Regions from separate parts of the Mus musculus genome. Here region 1 is linked to region 2. The links are chromatin contacts, called in public HiChIP or PLAC-seq maps. All regions are on one chromosome and are shown on one strand. Each heading gives the region's core, a stretch centred on a gene start, on an enhancer-like site or on the middle of the called end of the contact. The rest is flanking DNA. Distances are from core to core; before and after follow the strand shown. Region 1 overlaps Kdsr (3-ketodihydrosphingosine reductase). Region 2 overlaps Bcl2 (B cell leukemia/lymphoma 2).

The links. HiChIP or PLAC-seq counts read pairs in DNA pulled down with a chosen protein or histone mark.
Region 1: a CTCF HiChIP or PLAC-seq map of CD8 T cells shows a contact between it and region 2, with 7 read pairs. The contact joins two enhancer-like sites. A contact is called at or near these places in 1 of 15 datasets of contacts at CTCF or cohesin (CD8 T cells) and 1 of 9 other capture datasets (embryonic stem cells).

Annotation. Positions count from the first base shown.
Region 1 is chr1:106,734,843-106,739,720 of GRCm38.p6, reverse strand. It overlaps Kdsr (3-ketodihydrosphingosine reductase), which reads left to right. Exons shown (of 10, transcript NM_027534.2): 7 at 307-390. Among named protein-coding and RNA genes, the nearest start is that of Kdsr, 22 kb to the left of the region's middle. Within about 2 kb of position 1,465, at least 14 of the 459 cell types and tissues checked have an H3K27ac peak or open chromatin away from gene starts, as enhancers often do. A contact at or near this core is called in CD8 T cells, where this site is marked.
Region 2 is chr1:106,600,145-106,605,349 of GRCm38.p6, reverse strand. The region is part of intron 1 of Bcl2 (B cell leukemia/lymphoma 2); the gene reads left to right. Gm37053 (a long non-coding RNA gene) reads left to right here. Exons shown (of 2, transcript XR_878433.2): 1 at 1-130; 2 at 165-1,587. Among named protein-coding and RNA genes, the nearest start is that of Gm37053, 12 kb to the left of the region's middle. Within about 2 kb of position 3,874, at least 47 of the 459 cell types and tissues checked have an H3K27ac peak or open chromatin away from gene starts, as enhancers often do. A contact at or near this core is called in CD8 T cells, where this site is marked.

The sequences.
Region 1 (4,878 bases), core at 216-2,715, 140 kb before region 2:
CATGAACCTGACAAGCATCACCTTCTAAGGCAGTGTTCTCAGCCTTCCTAGTGCTGTGACCCATTAATACACCTTGTGTTGTGGTGACCCCCAACCATAAGGTGGTTAGTTGCTATTTCATAACTGTAATGTTGCTACTATTATGAATCAGTGTAAATATCTGATATATAACACACCCCCCCCCAAAAGGGCTGTGGCCCACAGGTTGGAAGCACTGTTCTAAGAATCAAGATAGCTGAGACAAGTTACAGGATGACTACAAAGTGCTCTGTTGACTGAGAGTGCGTACCTTGTTTGTGTGACCAGGTGAAGCCGTACAATGTGTACGTCACTGTGGCCTACCCACCAGACACCGACACGCCGGGGCTGGCTGAGGAAAACAAAACGAAGGTCAGTATTCCTACATAATGCCCTCTGTGAGGAGTGTGTGATGGCGTGTGTGTGTGTGTGTGTGTGTGTGTGTGTGTGTGTGTGTGTGTGCTGTGTGAAGCGTTTTGTGTGTGTAATATGTGTTGTGTGTGTGAAATACATGTTGTGTGTGATATGCATGTTGCGTGTGAAATGTGTGTATGATCTTCTGTGTGTGCTGTGGGGTGTGATGCAGATATTTACACAGATTCATAATAGTAGCAACATTACAGTTATGAAATAGCAACTAACAACCTTATGGTTGGGGGTCACCTCAACACGATGTGTATTGTCTGTGTTATGTATTGTATGTGTGTGATGGATGATGTGTTTGATACAGTGTTAAGTGTTCTGAGTGAGGTGTGTATGTGATGTGTGTGTGTGTGCACGTGTGCATGGTGGTGTGTATATAGTTTGTATTTGTGACTGGAGGAAGTTGTGCATGTTTGGGTGTGTGTGTGTAGTGTGATGTGTATATGTGATATATGGGGGTGTTATACATATTTGGGTTTGTGTGGTATGTATGTACATGTTTGGGTGTATATGTGCGTGTGCATGTGTGTGTGTGTGTTTGGGAGTGTGCAGGTGTGTATGGAGACCAGAGAACACCCTTGGGTATTCTTTTTCAGGTGGTGTCCTTGGTCTTGAGACAGGGTCTCCTACTGTCCTGGAACTATCAAGTAGGCCCGGGAGTTCTCTGGTCTCTACCTCCTCCTGGCTGGCTTTGCATGTGCGGGTGCTCAGAGGCCAGACAGGCACTTTATCTCCCTAGCTCTGTTCTGAATCTTCAGCGTAATTTTTATGAATGTATCCTACTTTAGGTCCTGGCTGTTTATCAGTTAGTGGGTCTGTTAGGTGCAGGGTGCTGAGCCAAGACTTGACCTTCCAGGCAGAGCTTCCTCCTCCCTTTTTCTGCTCTCCAGTCCCCTTTTCTTAATGTTGAACTTACTTGTTTCCAACTTTTAGCTCAGTATTTTCTCATAGGACGCAGTTGGCTGCCTAATGCTACCTGTGGCCTTATCACTCCCACTTCTGACCCCTGACCCCTAGAGGGAGCCATTTCACCTATGTGTCTAAACCAATCCATACATACATACCTACATACATACACAGTGAATGCACCTACATGCATGCATAACATGCATACATATATGCACATACATTCATATGCATCTACGTACAAACTCGTGTTTTAACTAGGGAAGCTAAAATTTGAGCCTCAGGTCTACTTTGTTCTGCCTGTGTGACCTCTGTTGGAGTCAGATTCTGTGTTTATGAGTGTTGTTAAGTTGAACCTCTATAATGGCATTTCCTTTCCTGTGTGTCTTTGTTTAACTGAGAGCATTTGTAGGTCATTCACTGGGGAGAACTGGACGTCTTTTGAGCATCTGAACCACTGACCTTTCTGTTACTTTCATTCTTCTTCCTCCAAGCCCCTTGTCATGGGGCTCCACCTTCTGCCAGGACACAGGCCCTGGGGGTGACATCCTCTGCACTCCCCTGTGCTGCGCTTCCCTTCTCTGTCCCTTGCTGGGGTCTGTGCCTTCCACTGCTGTCATTTCTCTGCTCACCTTGGTGGCCCTTCAGTCATTCCAGAGAAAGGCACGTGAGAGGCACCATTTGTTTAGAGTCTGGTTCACAAGAAGGCATCTTCCTTTTCCTATTTTTCGTTGCTGTGTGTGGTAGGGTGTTTTACTGGGTGACAGTTGAAAATGACGGTCCTCACGGCTTTGCGGGCATTTCTTACTGAGTTCTAGCTTCTAGGGTTTCCTGGGGACCCCACTGACCTGAGATGCCTGAGAAAAGCAACTCGTGGCTTGTGGTTCAGAGACACCCGTCCATCAGGACAGGGAGAACTGGCCCGGCAGATCAGTGCTCCTTACAGGAAGGAGAAAAAGGGGGGACAGCAGAGAGCCAGCTGAGCCATAGCCTCAGCAACACATTCCTCCAGCTGGGCTTCAGCCCCTACCTTTCCCCACCTTCCACTAATGCTCAGGGGCCAAGCAAGCATCCGTGACTGAGCAGCTTCCTCATACACATGGGAGGTGTGTACTCCTGGTGGGGTTTAGTTGTAGACACTCTTTTCCTTTTTATCTTTTAGAATGCCGTTTGGTGTGAAGTGTTTTATATGCTAGATACTCAGGACCGCCCCTTTGTTCTCTCATGCACTCAGGTCTGGAACATTGAGGTCATTGTTTCCCATCCAGAACACTTGGAAGCATTCTTTGTGCAGTTGTCGCTCAGGAGCCCCACTTTCCGGCTGACTTCACCACCTCATCTCTTACTCACTATTGGTTTCTTCTTCAACTTTATTTAATTTAACTTCAATTTTTATTTCTACTGATTTTTTTAAGCTTAGATCTGTCTGTCATGGATTTGTCTTTAGTTACTGTTCTGTTGTTGTGAAGAGAAACCAAGACCAATATAACATAAAAGAGAGCATCTACTTGGCTCTGTCTTACAGTTTCATAGGGCTAACCATTATCATCATGGCAGGGATCATGGTGGCACTCAGACAGATGTGGTGCTGAAGAAGGAAATCAGAGCTAAATCCTGATCCACAGGCCACAGGCAGGTAGACAGACAGACAGACACACACACACACTGCACCTGGTGTGGACTTTTGAAGCCTCCACCCCGTTCCCACTGAGTTTTCTTCTATTTCTAAGGAGCTTCAGTCAGAATGTTGCTTGGTTGTATTTTTGTTCTGTTTCTTTTCTTGGTTTTGAGTCTAGGTGTTCTCGACTCTGCTCATGTTGGTGATTGCATTCAGCAAGGCAGTGGAGCACAGGTTGTAGAGCCATGTAAAGCCCTTCCGCCACCTTCTGCTTTACATATGGAGGATGGGGTGGCAGTGGCGCCTTCGTTTCCTTAGCGTCTCGTGTGTGGACAGATGGCATGGGACTGGTCATTTCCGCCCCAGTGGCATCTATCTCCCTTGCATGTGTGCAGGTCATACAGAATGACTGGGTAGTCCTGAGCTGAGAGTAGGCTCTATTCATCTGGTTCCCCATCTTTCCCTCTGCCATGACACAAACAAACAAAACAGATAAACAGGTAAAGTGGGGCTGAAGGAAACCCACGAAAGCTTACCACCTCACACTGAAGGTAACCTAGTTTTAGACTTAATTATTTTATGTGGTTTTTCCTCTTAAAGTGTATGTGGATCTCTGTAGCATAAATTTGGGGTGTTTATGTAGTCTATATTCGGTTTTTGTTTGCCAAAAAAAAATGGGTTATTTATGTAGAAACAACCTCTTCATTTTCTTTTGAGTTCAGTCAATTTTATAATTTCTTTTTGCTTTAAAAACATAACTTGGAACCAAACCTCCTGCTTCAAACCTGCTAAGCAAGCATTAATATTTGCTGCATACTCTTTAAGTCTGAAGCCAGTGAAGTAGTGACTTCCCTGAGATTTGGTTGTTTTGTTTTTGTTTAGCCTACAGTAAAATTTTAGACAGATTTCTAGTGACTGGAACCTGCATTGATCTGTGGGCCCAATAGGGGGCAGCAGACACTCTTCTAACTCAGTGCATCTTGCCTGTCCTTATCCACCTGGTGTGGAGGGAGAGCAAATCGGTGAGATGTGTGTCCTCTCAGATTCTAAAAAAAAGAAAACCTGACTTTTGTGAAACATGAGCTATGTTTCTATAATCACAGTATTCAGGAGGTCGCAAGCCTGCTTGGGCTACATAGTCAGACCCTGACTCACAAAACCAGACATGGAGGAAAAAGTGTATTCTAATCTTTCCCCTCGAGCCTACATAGTCACATTTAGTCTCCTGTGGCTTAAGGCTTCAGTTCGAAACTTTTCTTTTGAAGAATGTTTGGATGTGTGTGTAAAATGCCACTCAGAAAAGCCAATGGGAACAGACAAAAACGTTGCCGCTCACAAGTCAATTAGGACAGAAAGTGTGAATACAGAAGTAGCTAGAACGTGAATTAATGCAGAAATGAAGGAGAGGAGAGAGGGAGAGAAGGAGGGGGGAGGAGAGAGAGAAACAGACACAAGAAGCCCGGAATGAGGAAAGGTGTTCTGAGCTAAGTGCGAGCCGGACAGACCTTTATCTGTCTCTTGAGGAAGAGAAGCCTAGGATTTGGGAATTGGGCCCTGAGTCCTGTAACTACCTCTCAGCCAAACTAGGCAGGAGGCAGTGTTGCTACTCAAATGGCTAGTGTCTTGGCCTCCTCTGCTCGTCCTTCAGCAAATAGATACAGTTCTTCAATGGGGGCTAGGCCCAGACTGTCCTCAATCTGTCCCCAGCATCATTCATCTGCTCAATGGGGACTCTATTCAGAATGGAGGCACGGTCCTACGATGGATCACGTTTGCTCAGTCACAGGGACGAGCCTCTATGCACATACTGTCTGGCAGTTGTCTGTCCAGTAAGAGAAGGGGCCCTTCCTCACTGTGACTGACAGACTGATCTACTAGCTCCGGTTCTGGAAGGCCTCACTAGAGCCGTGCTT
Region 2 (5,205 bases), core at 2,625-5,124:
CAGTAGGTATAGCTAGCCAGCTCCCCATTGCAGCAGGTATAGCTAGCCAGCTCCCCATTGCAGCAGGTATAGTTAGTTAGCCAGCTCCCTATCACAGTAGGTATAGCTAGCCAGCTCCCCATTGCAGCAGGTATAGCTAGTTAACCAGCTCCCTATTGCAGCAGGTATAGCTAGCCAGCTCCCCATTGCAGCAGGTATAACTAGTTAACCAGCTCCCCATTGCAGCAGGTATAGTTAACCAGCTCCTGCTCATGGACACCTGGCTATTTCAGTCTCCTGGTGTTGTAAATACTGCCCAGAATATCACTTTGCCATAATTCAGTTCATATGTGAACATGGCAAATCCCCAGAATGGGATTGTTGGGTTAAAGGGCAAATGCTTTCCAAGTTATCTATGTATTCTGTTTCTCTCGTGTTATTTCTCTGGTTATTTTAAGCCTGTGTTTTCTGTCACTGATTTAGGGACTTTAAAACTGAAAAGAGTTTAAAATTAGTTAATTATAAACTTATCTTTAGAGATAAAGAGACAGAGAGACAGAGAAACAGAAAGAGAGACAGAGACAGAGATTATGTGTATATTACATGCGTGCGAAGAGGAAAGGCAAAGGAAGATGTTGGGTGACTTTTTCTACCATTCTTCACCTTATCCTTTGAGATAGACTCTCTGACTGAACCTAAGCTCACTAATGTAGTTAGGCTCACTGACCATTGAGATCTGTCTGTTTTTGCCTCAATACTGGAGTTATGGGCACGTAAACTGATGCCCTGATTTTATGTGGCTGCTGAGAATTTGAACCTAGGTCTTCTGCTTTTACAGCAAGCACTCTTACTCAGTGAGACCTCTGCCCAGCTCCAAACTTACCTCTAAAATAACCAAACATGTGAAATCTGTAAATCAAATGCTTTTGAATAAAGTAACATGTATGTAATAAGGAGATATGCCTCATATATTGATGCTTTGGGTCTTGCTCGAGAGTTACCATAGAGGCATTTAAATTGCATATAGTATCTCAGCAAGTATACATTTAAAAGCCTGATGATTTCTGTGACCTGTCCCAGTGTGTATGTTACGTTATAGCCAGGACATAGACCTAGCAAACTGTGGCAAATTTCCCCTTAATGGAATCTCATTAGTGCAATTTTGTGTTTCGTATCTAACTCAGCTTCAGAGGGTGTCAATTTGCTTGCCTTGCTCACTGGCACATTTGCACCTTACTGGTGGTCCCACTTGATTTATTCCGTAAGAAACTTTTTTTTTATTGAACATAGTTTATTTCTGGTTTCTGATTATTGGAGCACATCCTAGAGTTTCGTTTTGCCTGTGAACTCATGTCTGTTAGGTCTCAGGCGGCCCAAGTGTCCAGAAATGAACTCAACCTGGACCACAGGAGGATTTCTAGCAGTTAGATAAAAGCCAGCATTCTTCAGGAACTTGGGAAACCAGTTCCCAATTGCCCAAAGGAGTCATGTCCCTTATCTCTGGCAGAAGAGACACATGGCTCCACTGGCATATACCTGTGACTGCCTGTCTTGTAAGCATTTGTGCTTCCAGGCACTCACAGTCCCACAGGTTCTTGTTCTACATTTCAAAGTCCTGGTAGCAGCATCTCTCCTTCTCACCTCTTCATCTGCCCTAATCACCCTGCAGCTATTCATCCTCCTACAGCCATGTTTTTACTATTGTCTCCGTGCTCTCTCTGTCTCCTGCTATCCTCTATGACCTCTGTCCTCTCTATTCCGCACTATTCTCTCCTCTCTCACAGATGGCTCTGGACAAGCTCAGCATGCCGGACATACATGTTCAGTCTGCTTCTTTTTCCCTCTGCTCTCTCTTAATCACAATAAAGACCTTAACCATACAATGGAATGGTCATGTTTCTGTACTTGCCCTCACATACAGTGTCTAAGCAGAGACTCAACTCTTATCTCTGTCCGCAGTAAATCTTGAGAGGAATTCTGTCTGAGTCCGTGTGCCTACTTTTGGCCTTCAGGAAGGAGGAGTTGTTTTTTAAATAAAACCTTGTCCCAGCCCTCCTGCAGCAGACGTGAAAAGTACACTGTTTTGCCTTTTCTTGAATTCACCCTCAGATGTTTTCATAGGCGCTTGGTCACAGCAAAGTGGTCCCTGTGTACAAACCGCCCACTCTCTGAAGCATGATTGATTAGCAAAGCTGCTCTGCTCAAGGGCAGTCTGTTTTCCCGAGCCTGGATGTTGACAGGTCCGACATGCACAGATTTTAAAACAGGTCGCTCATGCAGGCTGTAGGCTGTGGGCCAACATGCTGGTTCTTGAGAGAGAAGAGAGGGAAAAGGACCCAGTTTGGGGAGCAGAGGAAACTATATGGATCTGGACCTTAAAAAAAAAGAGGGCAGCTTGGGCATACCTACTCCTTACTGCAAAGCTGCTCACTGGTGTTTGGTGCCAAGAAAACAAACCCTGTCAGCAGAGGAAATGCAAGGCAAAGGTAAAGATAGGGACGGACTGGCAGAGCTCACTCAAATAGGCACAAGCTCCACTTGACTAAGAATCTCTAAACATCAAAGAGAGGCATACATTTAAAGAGAAACTTGAGACCAAATCAAAGTAGCTATGATGGCCGTTTGGAAATGCAGCCAAGCAATGACACCATAAACAGGAAGAGGCACGGTTTGGATCGTGTCTCTGCTTGTTCGTTTGCTGCATGGCATCTAGCAGAGTGTCTTTTACAGGGCAGAGCCCACATTAATATTTAGTCATAGAATGATGGGGCTGAAAGTAACTTTGGAAATGATTTGCCAAGTCTCTCTATTTCACATACAAGTAAACTGAGACTCAAACAGTTTAGTTATGGTCTCAGGGTGTCTTCTCCACAACCAGGCTGTGAATTCTAGTAAAGCTAGCTTTTATAGACTTACGCAGTCAGCATTTGATCCATTAAGTGAGGGAATATGCTGATATAGTGATCCCTCCCCCGCTCAAAGCCCGAGTTGAAGGCTTGGTCACCAGCCTGTGGCACTATTGGGAGATGGTAAGACCTTTAGAATTTGGGGTATATAGTATGAGGAAGATATGTCGGTGGGATGTGTCCTTGGATAGGATATTGGAACCCCTAATGGATCCTCTTCATTTCCTTGTTTCCTCATCACCATAGGTGAACAGACCTCCCTTCATATAGAGTACTGAGATGCCACAGTTCCAAAGAAATGGGCCAAAGAACTATGGGCTAAAATAAACCTTCCCTCCTAACTAAATTCATTTATTTGTGGCATTCGTTAGAGTAGCAGAAAGCCAACTAACCAACTAAATAAATTTGTGGTTGTTGTTGAATGTAGCGCTGGCTGACCTTACACTCAGAGATCCACCTGCCTCTGTATCCAGAGTCCTGGGATTAAAGGGACATGGCACCACACTTGGCCTTTAATTATCTGTGTAATAAACCCTATTTCAAAGCCATGCCTTCTTTGACAGTATGTGTAATAGTCTCTTTCATTCAGTTATATATATATATATTGGTTATCATTCACCCATGTAGATCTTTGGGGTGGTGGGCATAGAGAGGTTTGTGAGGTTCAACTGACTTTCGGGAATCTGAGTTTCCAAACATTCTAGTTATATTAAGTAAGTCTTAATGTCAGTGTTGGATGAAAATGTAGGCTTTTCTTACAATAACTTGTTACATGCTCAAGATGTAAGCAGCTTGGGAAAGAAAATTCTGCATGAAGCTAACAATGGTCTGTTAGTATACTGTAGTCAACTGGGTATCAGTGTAGCAGTGGAACCAAAGATCTTCAGAAAGAACAGCCCTTACCCCTCTGAGTGTTCTCCTCTGCGGCACCAGTTCTTTGTGCAGCTAACAGAAGATGCCTGGTCCATCCAGGCACACCTTGCAGCAAGCTCCCCAGTCTTATATGACAGCCATCACGTGACTCAACATCCTATCTCTGTCATTTTTAGCCTTTGGCTATCATGCTACCGAGAAAGATGAGAATACATTTTTATAAGTCCCTTAAAAATTATGTTTGTCAGAATTTATTGTCCCGAATCAATTTTAACAAGTGACAAAAGTGTCTAGAATCTTCCTGTCTGATGCAAGGTTTGTAAAGGGTCAGATGATATCATACCTTTGAGGATGAATCTGTCACTTAACTGCTATACGTGTTGCAGAGAACATTTTAGTAGCCCACTGTTTGGTATCTTCACTGGTGCCTCCTATCTGGTTTCCTGTGTCATAAAGAAAAAGCTGCATGGAAATAAAGGCAGGGATCCTAACGCAGTGTGGGTTTGGTTTTGCTGTTTGGTGCGAGGAGTTGTGTGACTCTAACTCTAAGAACACCGGTAGTGGTGTCTGCCTGCATTCTGAGAATTTAAGGAGGTGAGGTTTCTACACAACAAAATCACCCAGCCTATCTGTGAGGCTTTCTGCAGAGTGAAGGCAAAAATAAACTCCAGCAAACAAAACAGGAAGAGTCTGAAAACAGTAAGATGTGTGTGTTCAGACGCTCAGAATCCTTAAAGCTTAGGTGTGGTTCTGCCTACTTCAAAGGTGTGTGTGTGTGTGTCTGTGTGTGTGATGTGTGTGTGTGTGTGAGATGTGTGGTGTGTATGACTAGAGTATGTGACTGTATGTGTGATGTGTATGTAATGTGTACATTTGTGTGCAGTGTGGATCTGTATAGGGGGTGATTGTAGTGTGTTGCAGTGTGAGTGTGTGTAGTGTTTGTGTGGACTATGGCAGTGTGTGCGTAGTATGTTTATGTGTGAGGGTGTGTGATATGTGTATAGTATATACATTTGTGCATATTGTAGGTATGTGTAGGATGTGTGTAATGTGTTGTAGTGTAAGTGTAGAGGGTATGTGTGGAGATGTGTGTGATGCAGGTTTAGTGTATACATTTATGTGTAGTATGGGCATGTGTAGGATGTGTGTATAGTGTGTTATAGTATGAGTGATTATGTAGTGTGTGAGTATGTGTGTGTGCTTGTGTGTATGTATGTGTGTGTGTAGGTGTGTATGTGGAGTGTGTGTGTGTGGTGGGTATGAGTACGTGGCTGCCTTGCTTTGTCTGGCCTTCCTTTTGTTAGCACACACACTCTCTCCTAGTGACTTAAAGCCCTCTTCTTACAGCACCTGAGTTCTCTCCTTCGACTTGCAGCTACTTTATTGAGCTACGAAAGCAAACATAACTTCTTACAAAATAAAGTCCAAATAACCTAAAAGATCCAAT